Regions from separate parts of the Sus scrofa genome. Here region 2 is linked to region 1. The links are chromatin contacts, called in public Hi-C maps. All regions are on one chromosome and are shown on one strand. The core of a region is the stretch at or near the end of the contact, and the rest is flanking DNA. Distances in the headings are between cores, read along the strand shown. Region 1 holds the start of PPP2R1A (protein phosphatase 2 scaffold subunit Aalpha). Region 2 holds the start of ZNF615 (zinc finger protein 615).

Region 1 (5,758 bases), core at 1,692-4,191:
GTACTGTCTTCTCAGTCCCAGGCATCTCACATCTTGTGCCAGCCTCCATGTAACTGGCGAGGGAACGTGGTTTGCAGATGGGCTAAAATCTCTGATGTTTTGTATTTGACAGCCTTGGTCATGAGGAGGGGCCAGGGACTGAGCCACACAACAAACAGCCTTCGCGTGTGATCACAAAAGCAGAGGGAGGCTCACTTGATGAGGTAGCTGGGGGCCCATCGCAGTCGGTTTGGGCTGCTATATCCAAAGTCCACAGATTGGGTGGATTATAAACATTAATTTATGTCTCGCAGTTGTACCAGCTGCAAGTCTGAGATCAGGTGCCAGCATGGTCAGGTGAGGCCCTTCTTCTGGGCTGCAGACTTTCTTCACAAGGCAGAAGGGGACAGGGAGCTCTCTTAGGCCCCTTTTGAAAGGTCATTAATCCCATCCGGGGCGGGGGAGGGGGGGAGGGGGGGGCTTGGCTTCATCACCCAGTCACCTCCCAAAGGCTCCACCTCCTAATACCATCACCTTGGGGAGTAGGTTTCAATACATGAATTTTGAAGGCATACAGACAGACCATAGCAGGATCCTTTGGAAAAACTCAACATCTTACATCAGGAAATAATGCAAATTATTGTATTATATGCTTATGCTCCCCATCCCACAAGTGCCAGAGGAGGGTATTCCAAGAGGGGTGAGACAAGTGTTACTGGGACCAGCCATCTTTTTTACTTGCCACCAGAGCATGGGGAAGGATTTAGATCATGTGCCACCACTAACCTCTGAGGTACAAAGTTTTCATGATAAAAATATTTTCTTTGTTGGCCAAGTTAGAGGCCCCAGTCTCCACAGCTCCGTCTAACATGGCATCAGATCTCTGCCACTGGGGTGGCTGATATAATCTGACCAATTCGAGTCCTATTTTCTAGTGTAAGTTTATTGGCACTCTATGGGCAGACTGTAATGCTCAATCCTGCCAGCAGTGAAGAAAAAAATGTGTCGGAGTTCCTGTCATGGCTCAGTGGTTAACAAATCTGACTCGGAATCATGAGGTTGTGAGTTCGATCCCTGGCCTCGCTCAGTGGGTTAAGGATCCGGCGTCGCCGTGAGCTGTGGTGTAGGTCTCAGATGTGGCTCAGATCCTGCGTGGCTGTGGCTGTGGCATAGGCTGGCAGCTACAGCTCCACTTAGACCCCTAGCCTGGGAAGCTCCATATGCCGAGGGTGCAGCCCTAGAAAAGACAAAAAGACAAAAAAAAAAAAACCAAAAAACACAACTGTTGTTGCTTTGACTCCCCATCATCTAAAGGAGGCCCAGCCCTTAAGGACTCCTGGGACATGGGGACAGCACAAGCCTTTGTGACTGATAATTTTTGTCAGGGGCCTCTGGCAAAGGGATTGCAGCCTCCACCTGCAAGCCACCCTGTCACTACTGATGGGTCCACTGCTTTCAAAAAGCAGTAATTAGCTTGCTCATGAGTGTGTCTCAAAACTGAAGCCTGGAGTTCCCAGGTGGCACAGCAGGTTAAGAATCCAGCACTGTCACTTCTGTGGCTCTAGCAATATCCTGGCTTTACAAGAATAAGTGGTTCCTATCGCTTTGGGGGAAACTTTAAGCTCTACACTGTAGTCAAAGCCACTGGCACTTCAAACCCTCCATGCTCTGAGATTTCTTTAAAGACTGATTTCCTTAGGGAAGCTGAATCCTAATGGTGTTGCCTGGGCCACTGGTTAGGGCAGAACTGGAAGCAGGGGTGTGTGGTATGATGGTTCTCATTACTGGTCAGATCTTAGGAACCTGGGCTGCTGCCAGTGGTCGAGCAGTTTAGTGTGCCACTTGGGGAAACTGTGGACTGTCAGATAAAGGACATCCCTCTCTTAGGGTGGGAACTGTGGAACCAAACTGCAGTGCTGAGAGACTTGTCTGGCTCACTCATTTGGATAATCATGGTCAGGGTCTGCTCTTGGAACAGTCTGACCAGAATCAAGCTGCTGATTCCATCTGTCCGATGCAGGGGCTCCCTACGCATAGGCACACTGGGACTCCCATAGCTCCAAAGGGCTGGCAGGTTTGGGGTAAGGGGAATATCCGGGGAATAAGGAGGGCAAGGATTGAAATATGCAAGCCCCCTCCACCACCACCCCTGCCCCTTTTAGGGGGAATAGTTTCCTAAGTGGAGTGGGTAGGGTCTTTGGGAAAGATGGTTTGGACTGTCCGGCGGCGGGGGGGGGGGAAGAGAAAGAGAGAAAAGCATGGTGTGCTCAGGCAGCCAATTTTCCAAAAGGAGACGTGCCTAGAGAGGGTTCAGGAAATCAGATAGACATACCAGCCTGAGGGGCCTAGGTTTTACCCAGAGAATAAGGTTAAGTCGCCATCCTTCCCTAGGCCTCGGCATAATACGGCACAAATCAAGGACGCACTCCCACCTCCTCCCGCACAAACAATCTTGGAGTGCGCCCTCCCGCCAGGCAGGGGGACCGCTGCCTCGCAAGCCGAAACCTGTACGATTCTGTTCCCCACATGATGTCACGCATTCCAAGCGACGCACGCGGGTAAGCTTTCTCCAGGGCTCGGACAGGCAGGCTTCGCCACCTTCCAATCCCGCCCCTCATTGGCTAGAAACAACTGCTCGTCTAGGCCGTTGTTGGCGGCGACGTAGGCGGGCACAATCTTAGTCGCTAAGATACCGCGTACTTCCGTTTCCTCCTCCCCCCTCCTAGGCTCCGGCAAGCTCAATCTCTTCCCTTGGACCAATGGCAAATGGGCAGTGGGCGGGACTTTATTTGTCCGGGCCAAAGAAACGCAGGCTTGGCCCGGCGTAGCGCGGCCAATGAATGTAGGGCAGCCCCTGTAACGTGGCCCGGGCGCCCCCAAGTCCTTCTCTCCTCCTCCCGGCCCAGCCCCTCCCTACCCGGGTTTCAGCACGGCGCCGGCCGCAGTCTGACAGACACAAGACGGAGCCAAGATGGCGGCGGCCGACGGCGATGACTCGCTCTACCCCATCGCGGTGCTCATAGACGAGCTCCGCAACGAGGATGTTCAGGTCCGGAGGCTCCGGGGGACTTGGGGAAGAGAGGAAGGGGTACCTGGGGGGCACCGGCGTCCCTCGCGGAGAAGATTCAGTGTTCGCAGGGAGTGGCGGAAGGGGGCGGCGGCCAATCAGTGTTCCGCTCACACCTCTCCGGTTCCCCGGACTCGATGAGACGGCGTCCGGGATTGGGTGTCGGCCCCGCAGAGGGCGCGCTTGGAGGGTCCCCAGGCCTGCCAAATGCGCGTGGCCGCTCCGGGCCTCGGAGGCCGCGGCCCACGAGGGGTCGGCCGACCGGGTGGGGGAGAGGCGAGGGGAGGGCCGGGTGATTGGCGGCGGCCCCTGAATGGCCCCTTGGGGATGGAGTGGGCTCGCGACTTTCTCCGAGTGGGGGAGGGGCCGCCGGATTGGTGGGGACCCGCGTAGGTTTTCTCCTTTCTGGGTTCGTGCGGCTGGGGCTCAGCGCTGTGGGTGTAATCTCTCCAAATGGAGACGGAGACGTGAAGGATGACTTTCCAAATCCTGCTCTTCTTCTCCCGGCAGTTTTGGTGTAGACCCTCCGAAAGAAGCGGGAGGCCAAAACCCCACTCCCAAGGGTGGAACTAGCTAAATTCCGAAGCGAATTGCCAGCTAGCCACTGGCCCCCCCTTCCGGTGTTCTCCCCTTAACTGGGGCCGGGGGCGGGGGGGGGCAGTTTACCAAGCGGGCTGTCGTTTCTGATGAGTGGCATGGGGTGGCGAGGGGTCGAGAAGAGGTAGGACTCAGGGCTTCGCCCATCCCAGCCCCACCTCTCACCCGCCCATTGACCTTGTGCACATTACTTCACCGATCTGGGCTTGTTTTCCATAAAACGTGGGCCAGTAATAGTCCCGGCCTCCTTGGATGGTAGTGAGTGACAGAGTTTATAACAGAAGAAATACTAGACGGCGCCTGACCTGTTGTAAAGGCCCAATAAATGTACCTGTAATTATTGGGAGTGGTGATTGAAGAGGTCCATCCTCCCTTTGGGCCTCAATTTCCCCACTTATAAAATTGAACCAGTCGCGGAGTTCCCGTTGTGGCGGAGTGGTTAACGAATCCGGCTAGGAACCATGAGGTTGCGGGTTCGATCCCTGGCCTCGCTGGTCAAGGATCCGGCGTTGCCGGATCCCACGTTGCTGTGGCTGTGGTGTCGGCCGGCAGATACAGCTCCGATTAGACCCCTAGCCTGGGAACCTCCATATGCTGCGGGAGCGTCCCTAGAAGAGCCAAGAGAAAAAAAAAAAAAAAAAAAATTGAACGGGTTGCACTGGCCCAGCCTCTTAAGGTTCCCACCGTGTGGCTCTAGCTCTGGACAGGCTGCAGCTGGAGTCCAGTCTCCTCTACTTCTTGCTGATTGATGTGGGCAAGTTAGTTGATTTCTCCCAGCCTTGGTTTCCCTTTCTCTCAAGTAGAGGTGATTATCTGGTTCAGAGGGCTGTTGTAGGAATTCATTTGTTTAACGAACACCTGCCACCTATCAGGTATGGAGCTGAGGATATAATGGTGATGCCAGTTGTTCACGATTAGAGAGCAGATGTGAAATGGAACCCAATACGTTAGTAGCACATGTGAGATGTGATGGGCAGAAAGCGCCAGGATGTTGTGATGGTGGATCAGTGAGTGCTGTCGGGCCTTGGCTCTGTGTTGGGCATTGTTCAGGGCACAGGTATTCAGCAGGGAACACGACAGACAAGTGCTCCTGGTCTTGCGGAACTTGGGTCAATTGTGAGGGGAGACGCAGTAAACAGAGAACAGGGCGAACGTGTGCTGTGAAAATGGGGAGAAAGATGAAGGAAGCGGGGGGGTGGAGGATGCGGCTGCAGAATGGTCAGTGAAGGCCTTGCTGAGGGGTGATGTTTGTGCAGAGATGGGGAGGCACCCCGAGGCTCTCTGGGCAGAGCCCCCAGCAAGCACAGGTCAGGTAGGGAAGATTCGTTTTAAGTAGGTCCGTCAGGGAAGGCCCCTCTTACGATGCAGAGGTTGAGACCAGAGCAGAAGAAGGAGCCAGCTCCCAAGGGAAGATGGAAAGAACCTTCTGGGAAGAGCAAGCCGACAAGTGAGGGCAGTATCCTCAATCCGAGGTGCATTTGCTCACGAGGGTTGGCAGTGTCTGGAGACATTTTTGGTTCTTGCACCTGGGGAAGTGCTGCTAGCATCTAATGGAAAGAGGTCAGAGATCTCCTAAACCTCCAATGCATAAGACAGCCCCCACTGCAAAGAATTATCCACCCACAGTGTCCGTTAGGGTGAGATTGAGAGACGCCCCATGGGAAAGTCCTGGGGCAAATGTGGTGGTTTAAAAGAACACTGATCTAGGAGTTCCTGTCGTGGCTCAGTGGTTAACGAATCCGACTAGGAACCATGAGGTTGCGGGTTCGACACCTGGCCTTGCTCAGTGGGTTAAAGGATCCAGCGTTGCCGTGAACTGTGGTGTAGGTCCCAGACTTGGCTTGGGTCCTGAGTGGCAGTGGCTGTGGTTCTGGTGTAGGCCAGCAGCTACAGCTCGGATTCGACCCCTAGCCTGGTAGCCCCCATGTGCTGTGGAAGCGGCCTTAGAAAAGACATAAATAAATAAATAAATAACACTGATTTAGGAGTTTGTGTTGTGGCTCAGTGGAAACAAATCTGACTAGCATCCATGCGGACCCAGGTTCGGTCCCTGGCCTTGCTCAGTGGGTTAAGGATCCAGCTTTGCTGCTCAGATCCCGCGTTGCTGTGGCTGTG
Region 2 (5,758 bases), core at 2,361-4,860, 110 kb before region 1:
ATGCCGGAAACATTTCCTTTCAGGTTTTCAAATCCAAGTCCTTTCTCTAGGTTCCTATTAAAAGTTTGTCTCCTGTACCCACTTCTCTCATTGTCCCCACAAAAGTCAGAACAGTTCACTATGGTCAAGTGCTGTGTATACAAGTAAAGATAGGATTTTTGTCCACCTTATTGCAAAGTTTACTCTTGGACATTTCCTTAAAGATTTGACACAAATGAAACAATTTTCTTAAATTCTACTCCTCAGAGCCATTTCATTTAAAAAATATTTTTTTTCAGACTATTCTAAACATTGGGGTCATTTGTATAAACATATATCCAAAATCTGCCTATCTTCTAATACAGAGGGTTTTGTTTTTGTTTTTTTTTTTCATTTTCTTTGGCAAATAAAATTCCTGTTACTCCACCTTATTACCAGTATTCCATATTTCCAATGTTTTGGATTTCAGCAAATCTGAGTGCTGGGTACTTATATCACATTGCTGTTTTAATTTGCAATTCCCTAGTAACAAATGGCATAGGCAAGCTTTTCATATGCTTATTTGCCATCTATTATCTTTGAGCAAGTGTCTGTTCAAGTATTTGCCCATTTTTGAAATGGAGTTTTCTTATGGTTGACTTCTTTCTTTGTTCTCGATACCACTAGTCCTACGGGATTTATGGGATGAATGTTTTGAGATTCTTTTATATTCTTCCCTTTTTCCTTCCTTCCTTCCTCTTTTTTGCCTATTGACTTCTAAGTGTTCCTGCGTCATTTGCTGAAAAGTCTAGCTTTCTTCACTGAATAAGCTTTGTTCCTCTATCAAACACTTGAGTGTACTTATGCAGGTCTTTTTCTGGGATCTCTATGCTGTTCTACTGACCTATGTGTTTATCTTTTAACAAACACTACTAAAGGTTTATAAGTCTTGGAATCTGTTGATGTGAACTCTATATGATGGTTCTTTTTGGTCAGAAGTTGTTTTGCTATTTCCAGTGGAGAAGCCTGGCAATATTACCATTACCTGTATGTACATCAGTGTTGTCACTTTGATATGCTGTACCCCTAGATATGATGTTATTACAAAAGGAATTGAATTTTGAACTGTCTTTCCCAACATGCCTAATCCTTGTTTAACAAGGAAAACAGACCACCTTAAAGGGAAGGTCAATATACAAAACATCTGATTAATATTTCTCAAGATAGGGCGTTCCTGTCGTGGCGCAGTGGTTAACGAATCCGACTAGGAACCATGAGGTTGCGGGTTCGGTCCCTGCCCTTGCTCAGTGGGTTAACGATCCGGCATTGCCGTGAGCTGTGGTGTAGGTTGCAGACGCGGCTCGGATCCCGAGTTGCTGTGGCTCTGGCGTAGGCTGGTGGCTACAGCTCCGATTCGACCCCTAGCCTGGGAACCTCCATATGCCGCGGGAGTGGCCCAAGAAATGGCAAAAAGACAAAAAAAAAATACTTCTCAAAATAATTGAGGACATGAAAAAGAGAAAGAGAAATGGTAATGGAGAAGGGAAATGCAAGGAAATAAGATGTTTAAATGCAGTATTTTACCCTGGGTTGAATCCTAGGACAGGAAAAGGACAGTAGTGGAGAAATGTGAAATCCATGTAGAATTTGTAATTTAGTTGAATATTATACCAATGGTTTTTAAAACAAATTTTAGGAGTTCCCATCGTGGTGCAGTGGTTAACAAATCCAACTGGGAACCATGAGGTTGCGGGTTCAGTCCCTGGCCTTGCTCAGTGGGTTCAAGGATCTGGCATTATCTTGAGCTGTGGTGTAGGTTGCAGATGCGGCTCGAATCCCGCATTGCTGTGGCTCTGGCGTAGGCCTGCGGCTACAGTTCCGATTAGACCCCTAGCCTGGGAACCTCCATATGCCGTGGGAAGCAGCCCTGGAAAAGGCAAAAATACAAAAATAAATGAATAAATAAATTTTAGTGGAGTATATTTGACTTAGAAAGTTGTGTTAGTGTCATACCAGTGTTAATCTCTCCATTTGACAAATGTACCATGATTATATAAAATATTCATATGAGAGGTAGTCAAATGAAGGTCCATGTACACACGTTGTAGTACTTTGTGACGTCTATGTAAGTCTAAATTTTCTCCAAATTAAAAGCTTATTTAAAGTAGGTATAATATATATATCAGTTATATGTCAATATAGATGTAAAAAAGGATGTAATCTAATTTCATCTCGCATTATAAACATGTTTCCATATTATAAAATGTTTTAGATATTCATGGCTATAATAATACCATGGGTGAATAAGTTGGATGATAATTTCAGCCACATTAAAGTATCCGTTAAACTGGGGTGTCCTTGAATAACAACATATTCAATTATGCTCAGTTTACATTATGATCCTCTTATTATCCAAAATCTTACATTCTTACCACAAGATTTGTTGTGCTATTTTTCTTGTATGTCCCAGACATCCTCACTTATTTTTAATCCTAGGTAGTTTATAATTTTGCAGTTGTAGGGATTTTTTGTTTGTTTGTGTGCGTGTTTGTTTTTTAGGGCCGCACACATGGCATATGCAAGTTCCCACGCTAGGGGTTGAATCGGAGCTACAGCTGCCAACCTACACAGCCTCAGCAATGCAAGATTGTTGCGAGACATGTTTTTATAATATTTTCTTAGCCTCTTTGCTGAAAACTCCATCTTGTCCGTCCTTACTTTGTCCCGTCTTCCTGCTTGAGAAACAGTCAGGGTGATGGTAAATGACTTAAGCTTAAGAACAAAGATCTAAAGGCATGGGTTATTCGCGGGGTCAGCAAAAGTAACTGGATAGTTGTTTTATTATTGTTGGATTTTGATAACTCTTTATAAATGCTGAATATAAGTCCTTTATCAGATGTTAAATATGTAAATATTTTCTCCTAATCTCTGGCGCTACTCATTACTTTCTTAAAGTTGTGTTTAGAAATACAAAGGTTTGGAGTTCCAGTGATGGCGCAGCGGAAACAAATCTGACTAGGAACCATGAGGTTGCAGGTTCGATCCCTGGCCTCACTCAATGGGTTGAGGATCTGGCATTGCCATGAGCTGTGGGATGTCCATTTACTGAATGCATTGCCTTTTCTTTTTCCAGGAGTTCCTTCTCTGCTGCTATACCAACCGCTGAACTTTTGGTCCATTGCAAACCTGCCTCTCTCGGTTTAAAATACACACTGTAAAATAAAGCCCATGGCAATATTCCTTTTCTGCCCAGTCCGCAAAACGAAGTTTAGGTAACTCCACATTTGCTTCACAAACCTTGAGTCTCTAAAAATCTGCTAATTTCTGAAGAGTCGAAGTGCCAGGAAATTAGATAAATTCAGCGGCGTCTTGCCTTCCCTGCCATCCCTGACTCTGGGAACCCAAACCCACCCCTTGGCCTTCCGTACGTCAGGCGTCCCAACATGGCCGCTCACTGGGTCCTCTGCAACTTGGGCGCGGACATATTGCCTCACTAAGAGCTGCCGGAAATCCGGTCTTCCGCGTTTCCCCAAACGCTTCAGACCCTCTTCGGCCGCCATAGGCGGACGAAAACACTGGGGAGACGGAGTAGAAATTGTTCTTGAAAGCGTTACCTTTAGACTCTCGTGGGAGGGAGAAAGTCCGGTCAGTGTGTGCATTTGTCCCGTGAAGTTTTGTGTGTTTTTTGTCCCATAGGAGGTGACGTCACGCCCACTGGTTGGACGTGGTGTAGTGTGGACAGAGTTATTGGAGGGTTTGGGGAAAGCGCCATGGTGAAGGTGTTTGAGAGGAGCGAGGAGAGCGTCTGCCGCGTCAGTCAGGTTGGGGTACCTTGGGCGGTGGTCGTTAAAACGATTAAGAATTTGCAGAGATCATGGACTGTGTCTCCACTCTCAGGGTCTGGGCGTCTTTGCAGGTCGCTCTGTTAAGGATGCAGGTGGCATTTATGATGATCACGGTTCAGGTTGAGGTTCGGGAACGGGGCTCAGTGATATTCGTGCCGTGGTTGATGGTTTTCACATGGGGGTGTCTGTCCCAGGTTTCGTATTAATGATGAGATGTGCAGTCACTGTCTCTGGTACAGAGAGGCTTGTTAGAGCTGAAGCTATGGACGCCTAGGATTTCTGACTGGTGGTTTGACAAGTTCCAACCTGGGCGGATGGGTGGGAAGACGTTACAGTCCGGAGGAGTTTGAAACGACGTTTTTTCGCTTTTTATTCAGGGGTTGAGTAACTGCAGAGAGTTACTAATCCTGCCAAGCCAATCTCTTGTGTTTCTCTTTGTCTGCTTTCGCCCTGCAAAGGCAGAATTGGGTCCTTGTGACAGATTTTTAAATTTTTTAAAGTTTTTATAGTTTTTTTTGGCCGTGCCTGCGGCATGGGAAAGTTCCTGGGCCAGGGATGGAATCCAAGCCACAGCAGTGACAACGTAGGATCCTTAACCCGCTGAGCCACCGGCGAACTCCCTTTGTGACAGATCTTAACCCTCAAAGGAGAAATATATACTATCTATCCCTTTGTAGAAAACGTTTGCTAATGCCTGCCTTCACCCACTTAACATACAGCAGCGTTCACTTGCTTATTTGCCTGACACACATTCACACTTTCTTACTTGCTAATAGAATCTCTATTTTATTTATTCGTCTAGCCTTCTGGCAGGATATATGGCAATACTAATCAGTCATAGTTAATTATAGTGGTTCCAGTTGCCATTGCTAGTGATCAAATTAGTATGAAATGAGCTTAGGTTTTTTTTTAATCTTTTTAGGGCCGCCCCCGCAGCATATGGAGATTCCCAGTCCAGGGGTAGGATTGGGCATGTAGCTGCTGGCCTACGCCAAAGTCACAGCAACGCTGGATCCTTAACCCACTGAGCAAGGTCAGGGATTGAACCTGTGTCCTCATGGCTGCTAGTCAGATTTGTTTCCGCTGAGCCGCGACGGAAACTGTGAAATGAGCTTAAGTATATGGTGCAGTTCTAGCCAGCAATCTACGTAAAAATCTGCTGGGGGATTTGTGGGGGTAACATTACTTTTACAGAAGTAATTCTTTGAATCTCTTTTTCTATGTTGATGATATTTTCTGAATAGAACCTTCATTTTCTGTCCAGTTTCTAATTCATTCTTATCTCAATGCATTGGCTCTACTCTCCATTACAGTGTAGCAAAGCAAGTGGGGATAGTGGACGTCTATGTCCTGTTGACTCTCCTAAAATTCACCTGCTATATTGTCTGGAGTTAAGATGTTTCTATGAGGGTAAGATCATAAAATTATGAATTCATCCAGGATTTCAAATGTAATGACATAAAAACATTCATTGTATTCTTTCAAGACAGAAGAGTTTGTATTTTATCTGGTTTATGTCCTCTGTTAATTCCTTATATTCTTCATTTGCAGCAGGTATCTATCTCACTACTAATGTATATGTCTTATTGGTGGTCTTTTTTTTTTTTTTTCCTTTGGCTGTGCCTGAGGCATGTGGAAATTCCAGGGCCTAGGATTGAACTTGCGCCACAGCAGAGACCCAAGCTGTTGTGGTGACAATGCTGGATCCTTAAGCTGTTGAGCTGCAAGAGAACTCCCTTATTCTTTTTTTTTTTTCCTTAGGGCCTCACCTTGCTAGGGGTCAAATTGGTGTTGTAGTTGCTGACCTACACCACAGCAACGCCAGATCTGAGCCATTTCTGCCAGTTAAACTACAGCTCATGGCAATGCCGAATCCTTAACCCACTGAGCCTGACCAGGGATGAAACCTGCATCCTCATGAATACTAGTCAGGTTCATAACCTGCTGAGCCACGA

Evidence for each region. Hi-C and Micro-C count contacts between places; a contact is called where the count stands out from the background.
Region 2: a Hi-C map of embryonic fibroblasts shows a contact between it and region 1, with 2.0 times the contacts expected there. The contact joins the promoter of ZNF615 here to the promoter of PPP2R1A in region 1. A contact is called at or near these places in 2 of 47 Hi-C or Micro-C datasets (embryonic fibroblasts and skeletal muscle).

What each region holds. Positions count from the first base shown.
Region 1 is chr6:57,962,131-57,967,888 of Sscrofa11.1, reverse strand. PPP2R1A (protein phosphatase 2 scaffold subunit Aalpha) reads left to right here and starts at 2,941. Exons shown (of 15, transcript NM_214024.1): 1 at 2,941-3,028. The coding sequence starts at 2,951.
Region 2 is chr6:58,076,909-58,082,666 of Sscrofa11.1, reverse strand. It overlaps ZNF615 (zinc finger protein 615), which reads left to right and starts at 3,610. Exons shown (of 7, transcript XM_005653321.3): 1 at 3,610-3,779. The coding sequence starts at 3,729.